Linked DNA regions of Mus musculus: region 2 is linked to region 1. Evidence: chromatin contacts called from public ChIA-PET data. All regions are on one chromosome and are shown on one strand. Each heading gives the region's core, a stretch centred on a gene start, on an enhancer-like site or on the middle of the called end of the contact. The rest is flanking DNA. Distances are from core to core; before and after follow the strand shown. Region 1 overlaps Sptbn1 (spectrin beta, non-erythrocytic 1). Region 2 holds the start of Asb3 (ankyrin repeat and SOCS box-containing 3).

Region 1 (5,189 bases), core at 1,952-4,451:
GTCAGTATGGCATACTTTAAATAAAAGCAAGAAGGATCCTAATTTTTAAATAAAAGTCAAGTAAAGTTGACTTTAAAATGAAACACTCATTTCTTGTTATTAGCACAAATTCATTGCCCTTTTCTCTGAGCTTTGGTCTTGTGGTTGGAAAATGGGTTGGTCATCATAGCCTGAGCCGAACAACAAATGAAAGCAAATGAGAAATAAACTCACTGCCAGGAGGCAACTTCCTGCAAGGCTAAATTCTAGAGTGCAGAGTGAGAAAGGGGACAGACAGAGACAGGTGGGGGAAGGGGTGCTGAGCCAGGTTTAAATTTAAAGGTAGTTATTGGCTCCTGAACAAGATCCCTGTTCTGAAAGGTGTGGCCCATAAGAGGATGCAGGAAGCCAGTCCTCAGCGCATTCGCTGGGGTGGCAGCCTTACTACAGTGCACCAGGAACTTTGGAGACCTTTTTGTTGGACGTGGTCTGTAGGTGATTTAAGACTTGCTAGAAATGCCGCCATTCAGGTCTGCTCCATACTTGCTGGGTTAGAACCCCATTTTAACAAGATCTTCTGGAGGGTTTTAAGCAATTTCAAGTTTAAGAAACAGTCTTGGAAATGGTCCTTCCCCTTGTTCCTCCAAAGAACACAGGAAGAGACAGTCCTGAAAAGGTTATGACCTCTGAGGTTTGAAGTTTGTGCTTTTACATATTATTCATGTTATGCATACATTTTTTGATTTGTTTAGCAATATTGTTTAATTATAAAAGTAACCTGACCAAATGTATAATAGTTACAGTTTAATATTTTTTTTTGATTAAAGAACTTTTAAAACTTGTGCATGTATGTATTGATTGATTGAATGGATCTCACTATGTAGTTGGTGGCTGGCTTGGTAGAACGCACTCTGTAGGCCAGGCTGGCCTCAAACTCACAGAAATCTGCTCACCTCTGCCTGCTAAGTGTTGGGATTAAAGACAAGCTTGAACACATCTGGCCAAATTAAAGGATTAAAAAAAATGGCTAGTTCTTAGCTTTGTAAGTCTTAGCATCATTTTGGCTGGGATTTTTTTTTTTTTAACTTTTAAATTCTGCAGTTAAAGAAATTGGTGAGATTTTTTAAAATTCCACTTTACTTACCCACTTGGTATTAGAGGAGAATTACAGAATTATTCTTGGGGCTGGAGACATGGTTCAGCAGTCAAGAGCACTAGTCACTCTCTCTCTCTCTCTTTTTTTTTTTGGTTTTTGGTTTTTGTTTTTTGTTTTTTTCGAGACAGGGTTTCTTTGTATAGCCCTGGCTGTCCAGGAACTCACTTTGTAGACCAGGCTGGCCTCGAACTCAGAAATCTGCCTGCCTCTGCTTCCCAAGTGCTGGGATTAAAGGCATGCGCCACCACCACCTAGCTTGTATTTGTCACTCTTGTGATGACCTAAGTTCAGTTCCCAGCATCCACATGGTGGCCCAGGGTATGTAATATCATCTTCTGAATTCCTCAGGCACCAGGCATGCATCTGATGTTTGTGTGTGTGTGTGTGTGTGTGTGTGTGTGTGTGTGTGTGTGTGTATGTGTTGTGTGTATGTGTACATATATATGTATGTGTGTAAAACATTCATATACATAAAAGATAAATCTTTTAAAAAATTCTAAATTCTTCCAATGTTCAATGAAAAGAATTTATGCCTTTTAAATACTATTAAACTACTTTTAAAAATGATTTATTTATTGTATATAAGTACCACTGTAGCTGTCTTCAGACACACCAGAAAAGGGCACCAGATCTCATTACGAATGATTGTGAGCCACTATGTGGATGCTGAGAATCAAACTCAGGACCTGGAAGAGCAGTCAGTGCTCTTAACTGCTGAGCCATCTCTATCTTTATGTGTTTGAATGTTTTGCCAGCATACATCTGTGTGCACCCATGTGTGTGCCTGTTGGATCCTCTGGAACTGGGGTTACAGATGTGAGCCACCATGTGGGTACTGGGAACTGGACCTGGGTCCTCTGCAAGACCAGCAAGTGCTCTAACCACTGAGCTGTCTCTTCAGATCTAAACTATTTTTTGATTAAATTAGAAGAATCTCTTGCATTGAATGGTGATCCTTGTTTACATTCTATTTTTATTGAATGCTGTTCCTACATTCAGTTAAACTGTTTTCGTGCACACCAGACTAGTGGTACCTTCAGGTTTTGTTGTTAAGTGCATTTGAAATATGCTAAGTATATATTTTATTTGATAGGTACTTATTTTTTCTGGGTTTGTAATTGAAGTTCTAAAGTGGATGCTAATAAGGTAGGAGAGAGAGCATTTTTTTTTACTTTTTTATTTTAATTTTTTTATTTTTTTGACCAGAGATTTTGTCTTCTAGGAGAAAGAAGGCTGGAGGAGATAAGTGATCCTTAGTTTTGACTGAGGGCTCTGCAGACTCTCCCTAATGGGAGGGAAGCCACAGCCCTTAAGTCACTGAGTGACTCTGGTGAAAGGTTTTCTTGCCTTTTTTTTTTTTTAATGTGTGTGTGTTTGCATGTATGTGTATATAATAGCATGTACTTGTAGGTCATAGGACAACTTGTAGGAATAGGCTCTTTACCTCTACTGTATAAGGGATACTGAGCTCCAGTGCCTAGGCTTTTGGCAGGTGCCTTTACCTGCAGAGCGATCTGGCCAGCCCTGTTGATGGCTTTTCAAAAGCAGGATTGAGGGTGAATAAAAGACAGAATTAAATTTCTAGCTGCTCCTTTGTGTTACCCTAGCATGTTTAATATGTAACACTATCAGTATTACTATATTCTCAAAAGAAATGAAAATGAAAGCAGTTACATGAAATTTGACAGTGCAGCAAACTTAAGTTTCCAGTACTATTCATACCACATACACATTATAATCAAATAAATTCAGTGTGTCTTTTTATGTTTTACTTCACATTATATCTTAAGCTTTTCCCACGGTTATTTCTGTGAATCCTGGCATACGTTTCCAGCTTGTCTTTGTAAACATGAGAACTGCGCTTACCGGTCTCCAAGTGTTTCCTTAAGTAGGCTAGAGATAATACACATACTGTATTCATGTAAGAATCAAATGAGCTTCAGTGTAGAAACCCATGGTTATATGGTCCTTGAGGTTTGAGGTAAGTGCTCACTAACCCACAGCAGTTGGGATGATTTCAGCTGTTAGTTAAGTAGACAATGCCTCAACTTCTAGCCCTACCCAGCTCCTCCCCCAACTGTCACCCCCACAGCACCCCCCACTTCTGGGTGTGGTTTCCTTCAGTGTGTTGGGAGAGTCTTCAGCTTGCCTGGAAATACGCTCAATTGAAACTTGCACTTTTTTGTTTAGAAAGAACAGAAAGCTAATGAGCCTCATGGGCCAGGTGAGGTTTGATGTGTATTACGGTTACCATGGTGATTACTCCCAAATTCATGCAAAGCACCTAGAGCAGCTATTGCTAGAGCTAGAGAGCATCAACCCCTTTTGTTAGAGATGTCCAGAGGAATGCTGCCTGCCTTCCACAGACCTGTTAGCCTGTGTCCCCTAACCAGTTGGCCGGAGGTACAAGATTTTTATGCAGCAATACAGTAATCACAGTATCGTGGAGACAGGGACTGGTCTTTATCTGGCCTGTATTCACAAAGTCCCTGTGAAGTGTCTGGCTTTATTGTCCCTTTCTAATGTGAAATGATGCAAGTGGAGAGTTAATTTGAAGAGCACTAAGGCACACTATTCATGAAGAATGTGAGGAAACCTTAAATAGTCTCAAGGCTCTGTTCTTGTCTGATGGAATGTGCACAGACTCTGCCTCTATTTGAGGTCATTTATGGTGGAGTTTTGTAGCCAGATACCATTCGAACAAAAACCAGTTTCAAGGGTGTTATGTGTATTTAACCTGAAGTCCTGTACAAACTGTAGACATTATTTTGGAAGCATTGATATGATATACCTAAGATCATAGAAGATCAAACAATCTCTTAAGAGATATGTGGCATTGTTATTTTTAAAATTAATTTTCTTTTTTAAGGAAAAGACACATTAAGGCAGTGGTTCTCAACTTTCCTAATGCTGTGGCCATTTAATATAGTGACTCCTCCAACCATAAAGTTATTTTGTTGCTACATCATAACTAATTTTGCTATTATAATGAACCATAATGTAAATATCTGATATGCAAGATATCTGATAGGACCTCCACCCCACCCCTTGTAAGAGGTTACATCCCACAAGTTGAGAACCACTGCTTTAAGGAGTTACATCATTTTTATTTGCATCTATTTTAATTCTTAGTTTATTGAACTGATGAGTTCCACTGAGTCACTGTAAGTCATCAGCTTCTGTGTGTGATACTTGAGATGTGAATTTACTATGTTTCTAGTGCTTGAACACAGTACTTTCATTTGTATTGAGGGAGACATTTATCATGATAGTAGAGAAGATTATTATGTGTATTATCTGCACAGAATTGCTGTGCAAGTGAATTCCCACTTGTGTGCTCTGTGCTAGTAGCCAGGGGAGCCTTGGAAGGAGTGTTAAACCTGGTCTTAGTGGTGGGCACAACTGCCCAGGACTTTGTCTCTTCAGAAGCAGAAGGAGGCTAGAACGCACATGCATTATGGATTCACCAAAGCTTACATTCAATCCTGGCTCCGTTGGTAACTTCTTTTATCCTGATTTCCTCATCTGGAAAGAATAGCCCTTGGGATGCTTATGGGGATTAACTTGAATATATTGTAACCTCACCTTGGTCTACCAGAGCACTGAACATTCCATATACAGGGACTCTGCCTTAGTTATGGGGATATTGGATATTGTTTAGGTAAAGATTTGTGAACTCCCTGGAGAAACAGTGGGAGTGGGGGCGGCTTTTCCTGTTAAAAGGCACTAGAAACCTATTTATTTTCTTATCCTTGGCACCTGTTTCATGAATAATGGGGCTGTCTTAGAGTTTCTGTTGCTGTGATACAACACCATGACTGAAAGCATCTTGATGGAGGGACAGTGTTTATTTCAGCTTCTGGTACATCCAGGAACTAAGGCCAGGAACTCAGAAGCAGGAACTGAAATAGAAGCCATGGAGGGAGTGCAGCTTAAGTGGCTTGCCTCCCCATGGCTTGCCCATTCTCCTTTCTTACAGTACCCAGGACCATCAGTCAGAAAAAGCATCATGGGCTTGCCCACAAGGCCAGTCTGATGCAGACATTTTCTCAGT
Region 2 (5,153 bases), core at 2,137-4,636, 770 kb before region 1:
GTTGGAATTTTCCCTTTATTATCCTTTGAAGAGCTGGATTTGTGGAAAGATAGTGTGCAAACTTGGTTTGGTCATGGAATACTTTGGTTTCTCCATCTACAGTAATTCTCTCAATTGGGTATAGTAGCCAGGGCTGGCATTTGTGTTCTCTCTGGGTCTGTATACATCTGTCCAGGATCTTCTGGCTTTCATAGTCTCTGGGGAGAAGTCTGGTGTAATTCTAATAGGTCTGCCTTTATATGTTACTTGACCTTTTTCCCATACTGCTTTTAATATTCTATCTTTGTTGAGTACATTTAGTGTTTTGATTATTATGTGTCAGGAGGGATTTCTTTTCTGGTACAAACTATTTGGAGTTCTGTAGACTTCTTGTATGTTCATGAGCATCTTTTTCTTTATGTTAGGGAAGTTTTCCTCTATAATTTTGTTGAAGATATTTACTGGCCCTTTAATTTGAAAATCTTAATTCTCATCTATACCTATTATCCTTAGGTTTGATCTTTTCATTGTGTCCTGGATTTCCTGGATTTTTTGAGTTAAGATCTCTTTGCATTTTGCATTTTCTTTGATTGCTGTGTCCATGTTTTCTATGGAATCTTCTGCACCTGAGATTCTCTCTTCCATTTCTTGTACTCTGTTGTTGATGCTTGCATCTATGGCTCCTGATTTCTTTCCTAGGATTTCTATCTCCAGATTTGTCTACCTTTGTAATTTCTTTATTGTTTCTAGTTCCATTTTATATCCTGGATGGTTTTGTTCAGTTCCTTCACCTGTATGCATGTGTGTTCCTGTAATTCTTTAAGGGATTTTTGTGTTTCCTCTTTGAGGGCTTCTACTTGTTTACCTGTGTTCTCCTATATTTCTTTAAGGGAGTTATTTATGTCCTTCTTAAAGTCCTCCATCATCATCATGAGAAGTGACTTTAGATCCATTTCTTGCTTTTCTGGTGTGATGGTATATACATGACTTGCTATGATGGGTTCTGATGATGCTAAGTAACCTTGGTTTGTTGTTTCTGTTCTTATGCTTGCCTCACACGATCTGATTATCTCCTGTGCTCCCTGCCCTCCATATATCTGATTGTTGCCTGTCCTCTCTGTAATCCTGTCTCAGTCAGAAATCCTAAGACTCCAGGTTTCTCTGTGATTCTGAGATTCTGGGTGTGTCAGAGTTCTTGGCAGTCAAGCTTCCTCTGAGACCCTGAGATCTTCACGTGACCAAGATCTTCACGTGACCAAGCTCTTTGGGATCCCAGGATCCTAAGATTCTGGACGTGTTAGAGCCCCTGGAAGTGGTACCTCCTGTGGGGGGCATGGAGCTGTCCACTGAGATCGAAACCAAGGTAGACCAGTGCCGACTAGAAGGAACCTGAGCCACTGGTCGGGCAAGGTTCCTATGTCCCTGCTCCTGCTGGGCCCAGGCACTCCTGGTGGTGTTGGAACAGATGTTGTGTTCTACTGACCAGTGATCCTAAGATCCTGGGCGTGCTAGGGCACCTGGAGAATGGAGAGTCCTCAGGGGACCGTGGGACTGTCTGCCGAGTTTGTGCCCAAGGTGGCCGCAGCAGAAGTATTTATAGTCATATTATGATTAGCAGAAACTAAATAATAAATGTTAGGTATTATTCTATCTAGTTAGAAATTTTTATGAGACTATGATGATGATGTGTTTTGTGTTGTGCATATCTATGCATGTGTCAGATCTCAAAATGCAGTTACAGATGGTTGGAGCCTGCCTCCTTGTGAGTGCTGGGACCACCAGTCCTCTAGAAGAGCAGCCAGTACTCTTAGTAACTGGACCATTTCTCTAGCCCCTAGTTCATAATTATTCATTTGTAGTATCTCAATGATAGAAAATGAGATACAAATGACAGGAGCCCATTTACTCTCTAGCTTACCAATCCCAATGCCTGACACACATTAAACATTATGATGAGCTAATGCAATGAACAAAACATCAGTTCTAGAACAATATTGTTTTAATAGTGTGAGTCTTTACCTTAAAGAAAACTTACAAAGCTGAAAAACGGACTGCTCTTCCTGCTTTTTGATTTGGTTCAAATTTGAGTGTGGGGATATGACAGCCAGCCTTAATCTAGTGGCACTATGTTTTTACCCACTGAAAAATGAACTGCTCTATCTCAGTCATTAGAGTAGAAGTCCTCTGTGATGACTGACGAAACTTAACGTGGAGCCAGGCTTCCCTTAACTGGCCAATGAGTCTTTTGCTCTGGAATGCCTGGGAGATCCTAATGGATAGATAAGAATCAGACAATGGGGCTATAAAGCATTAAAGGCTGCTTGCCTTTTGTAAAACTTACTATCGCTTTGGGGAAGGGATAAAATGGTTTTTTTTTTTTTATTACTGTATAATGAGAAAGTAAGAAACAACTGAGAGAAGTGAGACAATTTTCCTGATCAGATGTAGACTCCATGGATATCAGTAATCCATGTAATTCAGATGTCCTCCTTAAAGCCCCACCTTAATTCACCTTTTGCATGGTGGGCTGTATTTGCTCTATGGCTCCCTTCCTTCTGCCAACAGTAAGAATAAGTTCATTTAGTCTAAATTTGAATTGAGTCTAAGTCTCTTCTCCCAGTGGATTTTAACACCACAACATGGGCAGTCCTTACCAAATGTTCTATGGCAAACACTGTAAAATTATTACACAGGAGATGAAAAAAAATGTGGACATTATTTTCTTTTTTCAAGAAGGGGACAAAAACCAAAACTTTCTGTCTATATTCAGTCTGCTGTAACTTGATTCATAACTTCACATTCACCTGGCTCTGGCCTTGACATAAACTTTCTGGACTTAAGTAAAATAACAACAGTCCAACACTTGAGTCAAGGGAGGGAAAACTTCTCCTGAAGTAAAAATGCAGGACTGTACGCGCCTAGCCACCCAACAAATCTATGCCAAAGTCGAAGGACGTGGCAGGTGTCACTGGGGGTGTCCCCAAACACACAGCATCTGAGACAGACGTGACAACAGTCGCCATCAAAAGAAACTAAGAGAAGCTTCTGGAGAGAAGATGGAGAGTGCAAATAGCAAAAGACTGGAGGGTAGGCAGCTCAGTCGGAACTGTAAGTTCTACTTCGACTCTGCACAGCTCGGTTCTCTACTTGCTTTCTGAGAGCGGGCCGCCGCCCACTCACCCCCAAATCCCGAGAGTCCCTAGCGGCTGGACTGAGCGCGCGGGCCAGGACTCACCTGGCCGGGCCGCTTCGTCCAAGCGCCGTCTCCAGACCCGTTCAACCGGCGTCAGTCCCGGGCCTCTGCGTTTGAGTCCAACCGCTAGGATGCTACAGCAGCAACGCAATGCAACGCGACCCAAGCGCGGGCTTCCGTAGGCCACCGACTCAACAACCCCGGATGTTGATGTGCTGCCTGCCCCGGAAGCGGTGGCCCCAAGCCCTTGTAAGGCGGAGGCGGCTTTGCCCAGCCGTCTGCAAGGAGACGTGGCGGCGGCGGTTGGGTCCCCTGCACTAAGGACGCTTTGTAGTACCTCCTCTTCTTCCTCCTCCTCCTCCTCCTCCTCCTCCTCCTCCTCCTCCTCCTCCTCCTCCTCCTCCTCCTCCTCCTCCTCCTCCTCCTCCTCCCCCTCCTCCTCCCCCTCCTCCTCCCCCCCTTCCTCCCCCTCCTCCTCCCCTCCTCCTGTTCTCCTCTGGTAGAGGAGGTTGTGACGGTGGCTGGAGGACGCGGCAATGGAGGAAGGAGACGGCGGCTTGCGGAGCCTGGTCCCCGGAGGGCCACTGTTGCTGGTTCTGTACGGTCTCCTGGAGGCGTCCGGCGGCGGCCGAGCGCTGCCCCAGCTCAGCGACGACATCCCCTTCCGAGTCAACTGGCCTGGTACCGAGTTCTCTCTGGTCAGTGCCCTCACGAGCCGCAGCCTTCTCCCCTCTTTCTGGCACGAAGCATTCGGGCCAGCCCTCGATTCCTTAGCTTTTTCTTCCAGAACCTTTTTTTCCCAAGCATTTATCGACCCCAAGCCTAAGTGTGTTCGTTCATTCATTAATTCGTTTAGCACACTAAGTGGATATGCCCTCCATACTAACTAGGAGATCAGCGGTCACTTCATCTCCCTCCTTTAAATCTCATTACGTTAGATCTGGCTTCTCTACAGCCCCACTCTGTGGAGGAAGTTTTAGAATTAACTAGCACATCACCCTACCCGCACAACCGTCCAACAGACAGGAGTCCCATCTCTATTCATTCTTTCTCTCCAACACACACTTAAAAACGACGTATACAGCTTCTGAGAATCTTTTCCCTTAAGGCATTTGAGAGGGCTATTTGGTTTGGAAGATATTAGTGAGCTTATATGCGGAATACTACTGGCCATGCAGAATAGACTAGAGGCTTGAATGTATTACCACTATTATTTAGGACTCTAGAACATGAGATTAAAAAGGATTTTATGATCGTTAATTAATGTGTATTGTGTAAAAAGGCAAGAATGAAAGAGCCAGTGGCTGTGAGGCTCCCAATGTGAGAACTGGGAACTGTACTCACCCCTCCGAGAAGAGTAATAATGTGTTTTTAATTTCTGTGGCATCTCTCCAGTCCTAGAATACGAGATTTTGGTGTATAATCTAACAAGAATGGAAATTCAGTTTTGAATGATTGTAGTGCTGAAATGTCTATCCATGTGTAACTACTACAGACAAATTTACCACACACCTAGATCTGGATTCCATTGCCAGCACCGCCAAAAAAGTAAACAAGTGCAAACTAGAACTTAAACAGATCCGCCTGCCACGGCCTCCTGAGGGCGGGGCTTAAAGGTGTGTGCCACAATGTATAGCCTCAATGTATGTATTAATTAGCATTTAAACTTCAATCTATTGCCTTACTAGTTTTCTTTTACAGCCCAAACTTTATCTTTTCTGTTAGATAGGACAACAGTATACAGTTTTTAATTTCCTCCTTATCATTTAAAGATGTTTACACTATTTTGCCTACATCTGAAAATGTGCTTTAACAATCTTCAGTAGAACTGGTCAATTTACTTGAGGAACCTTTGTTCTAAAGAGCACTGAATGTATTCAGGGTAAAGCACCTTAACTGACAAAAAATAATGTATGCTTTTGATTCTGTTTCTAGCCTACAACTGGAGTTTTGTATAAAGAAGATAATTACATCATCATGA

The links. ChIA-PET counts read pairs in DNA pulled down with a chosen protein or histone mark.
Region 2: an RNA polymerase II ChIA-PET map of memory CD8 T cells shows a contact between it and region 1, with 30 read pairs. The contact joins the promoter of Asb3 here to the enhancer-like site in region 1. A contact is called at or near these places in 5 of 39 promoter capture datasets (the C10 cell line, embryonic stem cells, liver and 2 more), 3 of 484 Hi-C or Micro-C datasets (CD4 T cells, LSK cells and regulatory T cells) and 6 of 115 datasets of contacts at active chromatin or transcription factors (double positive thymocytes, embryonic stem cells, epiblast stem cells and 2 more).

Annotation. Positions count from the first base shown.
Region 1 is chr11:30,185,348-30,190,536 of GRCm38.p6, reverse strand. The region is part of intron 1 of Sptbn1 (spectrin beta, non-erythrocytic 1); the gene reads left to right. Among named protein-coding and RNA genes, the nearest start is that of Sptbn1, 32 kb to the left of the region's middle. Within about 2 kb of position 3,201, at least 66 of the 459 cell types and tissues checked have an H3K27ac peak or open chromatin away from gene starts, as enhancers often do. A contact at or near this core is called in double positive thymocytes, embryonic stem cells, epiblast stem cells and 2 more, where this site is marked.
Region 2 is chr11:30,952,631-30,957,783 of GRCm38.p6, reverse strand. It overlaps Asb3 (ankyrin repeat and SOCS box-containing 3), which reads right to left and starts at 3,386. Exons shown (of 10, transcript NM_023906.3): 1 at 3,215-3,386. Erlec1 (endoplasmic reticulum lectin 1) reads left to right here and starts at 3,653. Exons shown (of 14, transcript NM_025745.3): 1 at 3,653-3,870; 2 at 5,108-5,153. The coding sequence starts at 3,709.